2 separate regions of the Gossypium arboreum genome follow, and region 2 is linked to region 1. Evidence: chromatin contacts called from public Hi-C data. All regions are on one chromosome and are shown on one strand. Each heading gives the region's core, a stretch centred on a gene start, on an enhancer-like site or on the middle of the called end of the contact. The rest is flanking DNA. Distances are from core to core; before and after follow the strand shown.

What was found. Hi-C and Micro-C count contacts between places; a contact is called where the count stands out from the background.
Region 2: a Hi-C map of leaf shows a contact between it and region 1, with 2.7 times the contacts expected there. The contact joins the promoter of LOC108473666 here to the promoter of LOC108473556 in region 1. A contact is called at or near these places in 2 of 5 Hi-C or Micro-C datasets (both in leaf).

The regions. Positions count from the first base shown.
Region 1 is chr6:16,130,530-16,133,859 of ASM2569848v2, reverse strand. It overlaps LOC108473556 (mitotic spindle checkpoint protein MAD1), which reads left to right and starts at 1,737. Exons shown (of 15, transcript XM_053029724.1): 1 at 1,737-2,090; 2 at 2,275-2,374; 3 at 3,320-3,330. The coding sequence starts at 1,902.
Region 2 is chr6:16,464,211-16,467,552 of ASM2569848v2, reverse strand. It overlaps LOC108473666 (aldehyde dehydrogenase family 7 member B4), which reads right to left and starts at 1,383. Exons shown (of 16, transcript XM_053029596.1): 1 at 1,194-1,383; 2 at 859-995; 3 at 373-459; 4 at 130-261. The coding sequence starts at 993.

The sequences.
Region 1 (3,330 bases), core at 488-2,987:
CAAATCTGATCTCTCCACAAAAGTAAATAACCAAAATTGAAATAAAATCTAAACCTAAGAAAAGAGAAAAACTAAATATTAGATTTAAAGAAAAAAATATACAATATGAAAGGTGTGTATAACATGTGTTAAATGAGCCTATTTATAAACTTTAGGGTGGTCGTCGTCCCTAACCCTAGGTCAGGTTGTCCTCGTGCTTAACATTTGATTGTGCAGACCAAAATGTCCCTAGCTTGTAATTATTTCAAGTACAGAGGTGATGTCGCGAGACACCAATTCCTGTGTTGCAACATCAAGGGCAGTATGCTCATATTCAGGATGTCTTCAGGGGTATGTTGCGACATTGAAGGCAGTCTTAGAATTCTTCTATTCTACTCCTTATGTTGCAACATCCAATGCTTTGTGCTGTAACCCAGTAACCAGTATCGAGTTAACACGCCTTCTAATGATCTCCTATATGCTCACAAAGTCTATTAGCTCACATTCGGCTTCTAAGGTCAACAAAAGACTCAAATTACACACTTTATTGAACTTAGCTAAACTTATGAAAATGTAATTAAAACTTAACTAAAATACTTATGTTCAAGCTCCTAAAGTGCGAAAACTAGTTTAATTTGCTATACCAAATTACGGCAGATCAACATGCAGCAAAAGTAAGAAACCCTTTTTAGAATCACTCAATCACATCAAACCTTCAACAATTGAGAAGTCATAGGAAAATTAGGCACCTGAATGCCTCGAACAGTTGAATGACAACTCATTTCTTCGTTCTTTGTCGTATAGGCATAAGCTGTCGTCTCTATAGGTACACCAGCTTCACGAAGTTGCAAGTGTTCATTCTTTGAACCACTATGGTTACCCTGACCACTAAGACCACCTCTTCTTACCCTAATCATAATACCTAACTAAATCTAGAATGACTAGAAGGAGTATTTGAAAATTTTAAGAAGTTTACCTTAAATCATGACTGTTCTTCTCAACAACGTCTCTTTCTCAAAAATTTCAAACCCAAACGGTTCAAATTTAGGGTTAAAGTCTGATCCTTTTAAAGAAATTCAAAGCATTCAAAGCATGAAGATTCACATATCCAAGAGCGAAGGCTCAATTAGCATCGTACAACTGTACATCCCTTTAACATCTGACAAAACTTGAACAACAATTTTGAGTGAAGTGCATATATAATAAGTTTCATTCTTATAAATCCCTCACTTCACTTAACCAAGTTCTAAGAAGAGCCACTTTATAACTCTTATTCAAACTAAGTGGAAGACAAATTGTTATGGTGTCCGCTATTATCGGCCCAGTACCCGGTTACCTGATTGGAACCTACTTGTAATCTGCATAGTTCACATCTTTACATGAGTTCACACATAGTGAATTCGTGGTGAGTTCGTATCCTTTCATGAGCTCTATAAGGTAGGTTCGCATCACTATGCAGGCAAACGAACACCTAGAGAACACGTGTGGATCTTAGAATAAGGTACGTGTTGGCATTCATGGGAGCCTACTTAGGACGTTATGAACCGTATCATATAAATAAATAAATTAACCCCCTTTGAGAGACAGACACACAAAAATACTCAATAGGCTTAATTTATTTTTTGGTATTTTCTTGAGAACTTTTTATCCTTATAATTTTTTTAATGTCAAAAGGACCAAATCAGTGATCCGCAAAAAACCTAATCTGAGTAAAAAACAAACTTTAAGGATCAAAATAGGAAAAAACTATATATTTAGGGACTAAATGATGCATCAAAACTATTTGGTCCAGAAGTGACGGGCGCTTTGTCATTGCCCGAACATAGAATAGAAATGCGCCATTTTCCTTTCTTCCAAATTTGATTTTGAATTGTTGAGAAAAAGAGAGAGAAACCCTAGAAATTTGAATTTGTGGAGACAATATGATCCTGAGGACTCCACCACCCAAGAAGCAAAGAGCCGAACCCATACTTCACGAGAGTCCGTCACCGCAAGTAGCTTCCGAGGGACGTCTCGTCATCTATGAGGACAATCCTCTGGCGGCGCCTCCGCCGGAGTCGCCTCACCAGCCCTCTGATCACCTCCTCTGCACTTATCAATGCCGACAGATGGTAGTCTTGTGTTAATTCCTGCATCAGTTAGCATTCATATTCCAATTTGCTTTTTTCTTTCTTGCTTTCTTTCTTAATTTCATTGTTTTATTTTCTTAGGTCAAAGCAGATTTTAGCATTCATATTCCAATTTGCTTTTTTCTTTCTTGCTTTATTTCTTAATTTTATTGTTTTATTTTCTTAGGTCAAAGCAGATTTTATAGATGCCTTGAGCAATGCGGAGAAGCAAATTCGTGATTATCAGTCCAAACTAGAGATTTTAAATGAAAACCTTTCTAAAGCCGGTAGATTATATCTACACTTTGGTCTTGTGAATTTGTTAAGTACACTTCTATTTGTATGGATATTGCATTTTTGTGCATATTTTGCAAAATGACGAATGCATTAAGTTTTACTCAATGCTGTTGTTCTTTTCCCAAAGGACTTTCCGCGTGTGTTTATGCTTCATTTACTTGTTTGTGTTTTGCTTTCTAGGATAAGATATCGCAGAAAAGATAAATTGTAATTAATTAAAATTGAAGAAATGACTGAAGTGCAATACCGATTCTAACATAGATTAGTTATTCAATACAATAGTAAAGTCATACATTCATTTTGTCCTGAAAAGAAAAACAGCATTTCAACTATTCTGAAATGTCCGAACCCTTTGTCCTTTGTGCTTCAACAAGTAACAAGCAAATAGCAAAAACAACAACCAAATGGTACCTTAATATTAACAAAAAGTTCTTATATAAAGGGCTGACTTCTCATTTGTTCGTGCATAGTGATTTATAATTTACATTCTGTTTACTTTTACCAGTTGTTTTATAGTGCTGAAGGCTTATAGGGTTCCCATGAGGGGAAAGAGGAAAACTTATGAGGTTGCGGTGAGGTTTTGAACATCTTAAAATAGATGCTTAACGCAATTTAAAATGCTAATAACGAGCTACCTGTGGTTGGCCCCACTAATATTGTCATGATAAAGTTCAAAGCTCTGATCCAAAAATTCGTATAATAACAAGCTAGTAAATTTTATTCAGATTCATCTACTGATTTTTTTTGTTCAAATCATATACAGGTGTTGCTTAAGAATTTCTAATTAAAAATTTTGCTATTTGAGTTCATACTCTTTTGAAAATGGTAAAAAAGGAGCTTCTTGCTTTGGCATGTATTTTTTTGGTGTTTGATCATTTGAAATTAGATCTTGCATGATACATTATTTTACACTGATATAATCGTAATCTTTGCAGAAGCGGAAAGG
Region 2 (3,342 bases), core at 134-2,633, 330 kb before region 1:
ATTGAAGAAAATATTTAAACTAACTCAACCAAATGCTGAATGGCTCATGTAGTTCAATATGGGCTGCCTTATGACATATTATATGCAAAGAAACCAATGTGATAACAGTGACAAGGCTGCATTACATACTTGAACTTCCCCAATTCCTTCGGGAAGAATTTTTCCCATCTCAAGAGAAACAAGGTGGCCAAGCTGCTGTAGTTTGGATCTCAATGCATCACCTATTTGTCGAACTATGTCACCTCTCTTAGGGGCTGGAACCTGAAACAATAAATAAAGCATAAAAGGTTCAGAGAAGTAAAAATGGCATTGAGAAATGTAAATTTCCAACCGAAATATTAAGTTTAAGAGTATGGTATCCGTCCATCTTACCTGCATCCAAATCTTTGCTGCTTCACTGCAAGCTTGCATCCCTTCCTCATAGTCTTGGATGGAAGCCTCACTAACTTCGGCAATTTTCTGCAAAAGCAACATTTAAATAATACTAAAATTATAGGAGTGAAGAAACTAATAGTTTCTAAATGCCTGGATCAAGTAGTTTAGTACTCAGCAACTAGCAAGTGTGTTTGTAAAACATTAATAATATCTTTAAAATGCAGAAACAAAAATAAAAGAAAACCTACAGCATATGAGTAAAAGCTAAAAATTAAAACCAAGAATACTGCCACTCCATAAAAGCGCAAGTCTTAACATTGGTTTATTTTAAAGATTTATAGAGGAGGATCCAAGTCGGAAAAATACGATGAGATTGAATGTATGTTATTTTCTCAGAAAGTCAATCCCATCAGTCTCACCACAATTAATAATAAACCCATCTTATCCAGCATGAAAAAACAAAACATTCTAAAAAAATAGAACCTGATTATTGGCAGGATTAAGAGTAGAAACCACAGGGCCACTTCCTTTCCAGGTGCCATTCACAAAACATCCCAAATTGCCAGAACTCAATCCGATCTCGCTCAAGAACTCGTACTCTTTCCTTGAAAAACCCATCTCTGCAATTACACACAAAAAAAAAGGAAAAAAAGAAGTTTCCTTCAAAATCCAACCGAAATATATACAAAAACAGAGGAAAGGTTTTTAATAATTCATCATGAACTCGATCTCTATTACATTGCTTTTTCTTGAGTAACAAAGGTAGAGAGAGGAAGTAAAATGTTAAAGTTGATGTGGAAGGAGAGAGAGAAGAGTACCTTAAGTAGAGGACTGAGACAGACGGAGGCCTTTTCGGCCTATGATCTGAACAGAGCCGTGACGTATGGGGGATGTACAAGATTATATCTATAAATTTTGTCCATACTTTATCCTCTTCTGCAATGGATCACACGTAATGTTCTCGTCTTTTTCATTAGGTGGCTCTCTCATCTGATTTTTTATTTATTATACCAAATCATGGGTGATACTCTAAATAAGTCCTAAACTTTAAAACATTTTAAACAAGTCCCTATATTATCATATTGCTCCAATCAGGTCCTTTCCTTTGTAATTTTTTAACTTTTTCGTCTTATGAGTATTTATAACATGTGTTATATTTAGGCATAATAATTTTTTTTACCCAAAGAATTATTTTAGTTTTTCATTTAATTTTTCGCCTCTTTTACTATTATGAAATTAGACCGATTACCTGGGATATGAATGCATTATCTCGAAACTTCTTAACATATCGTTTTAACTTCATAACCAGAAGAGGAAATACCGTTGCGCATGCAATGGCGAAAGAAGGGATGAAAAGCTTAGAAGATTGTTTCTAGGTAGAAGATGCACATTTAAGAGCCATAGATTTAACAGCATCGGACCTTCAACTCATGCAATCAACTCATGCAACTGCCATGAGTTTCTACATATTAGGTCCTACTCTTTGGATGGAGGATTTCATCTATCCATTCAAAGATAACCTCAATCTCCCCTCCTGTCACATTCTCCACGATTGTTTTGGTCAGGAAGGGTTTGGCCATTTGGTATCACCAATAATCTGAAGTGCTTTTTTTGGATGAAGTTTCTAGAGGTTGTTTTAGTTTTATTTTATTTTTGTTGCTATGTTTTTTTTATTTTTCTTCAAATGTTTTATTAGACTTTTTGATCTAGACCTATAATAATAAACTAAACAAATTATTTCAAAAAAAATCATCTTTTTTAGTCCTTAAATTTGTAGTTTTTGTCAAATCATCCTAAAATGGATGGAAAAGTTCATGTTTGTTAACTTTACTAACATAGCATACACGTGGATTCTAATATAGATGGCATGTCAACATTTAATTAATTTTAAATTTTAAAAATTAATTAAATGTTCACTTTTTCATTCATTCGTAATTTGACCCAAAAAAAAATCACAATAACTAAAATATGTAAAAATTAAATAAATGGTCAAATAAGTCATTATGCTTTATATTTACTAGAATTAACTTTATGCTTACATAGAAGTTTTATAATTTTTTTCTAATTAATCATTATATTCTAAATATTATTAAATAATAATTACTTATTTAATTTTAAAATTGTAAGCTACTAATATTTTATATAATTTTAATTGTTGAAATTATTTTTTATTATTGTTTAAGAGTATTCCTAAATTAAATACTTGAATACAAATATATCATTTTAGATTCATCATTTTTTGAAATATAGATACATCATTTGATAATATAAAAAAACAAAACAAAAGTTTCCTTACAAATGAGATATGAAAACTAAATGGACAAACAAATAAATAAACAAATAATTGCATGTAAAAATAAAACAACTCCATTAAATGCATTTAAAAATAAAACAAAAGCTGCTCTAAAGAATATCCTTTAAACATATTTTTAAACATTAAATAAAATAACTAATAACAAATTATTGTTTTTGCAAAAATTTATAATAACAAAATTAATTTTATAATATTTCGAACTAATCGATACAAATTCTAATTTGACTCAACATTGACGTGCAGTGAACTAATCGTAAATACATTGTATTTAAAAATAAAATGAAAATAAACTTAATGTGATGGTCTGGTGATTAAAGATGTTCACTGCCTTAGGTGTGGCATAGGTTTGAATCGCGCTAGTCGCGTTAGTTGTTCAGGCTTTGCCCTATTATTGTAATTCACAAAAAAAAAAACATTTCCCACAAATCGAATATTTAAAAAATTATTTCAAAGCTTCAAATGTAAGAATATGTTAAATCTATATAAATAATTTCATCTTATATTTTTTTCTCTCTCCTCTTCATAATTTCTTTTCTTTCTTCTCTTTCTCGTTTCTTTTCCCATTTGTTATTTCCTTCCATCACTATTCTCTTCCCTCTCCTTTCTCTCACCCAACTAATCTGTCGTAATTCGGTGTAGTAGATTAAACTAGT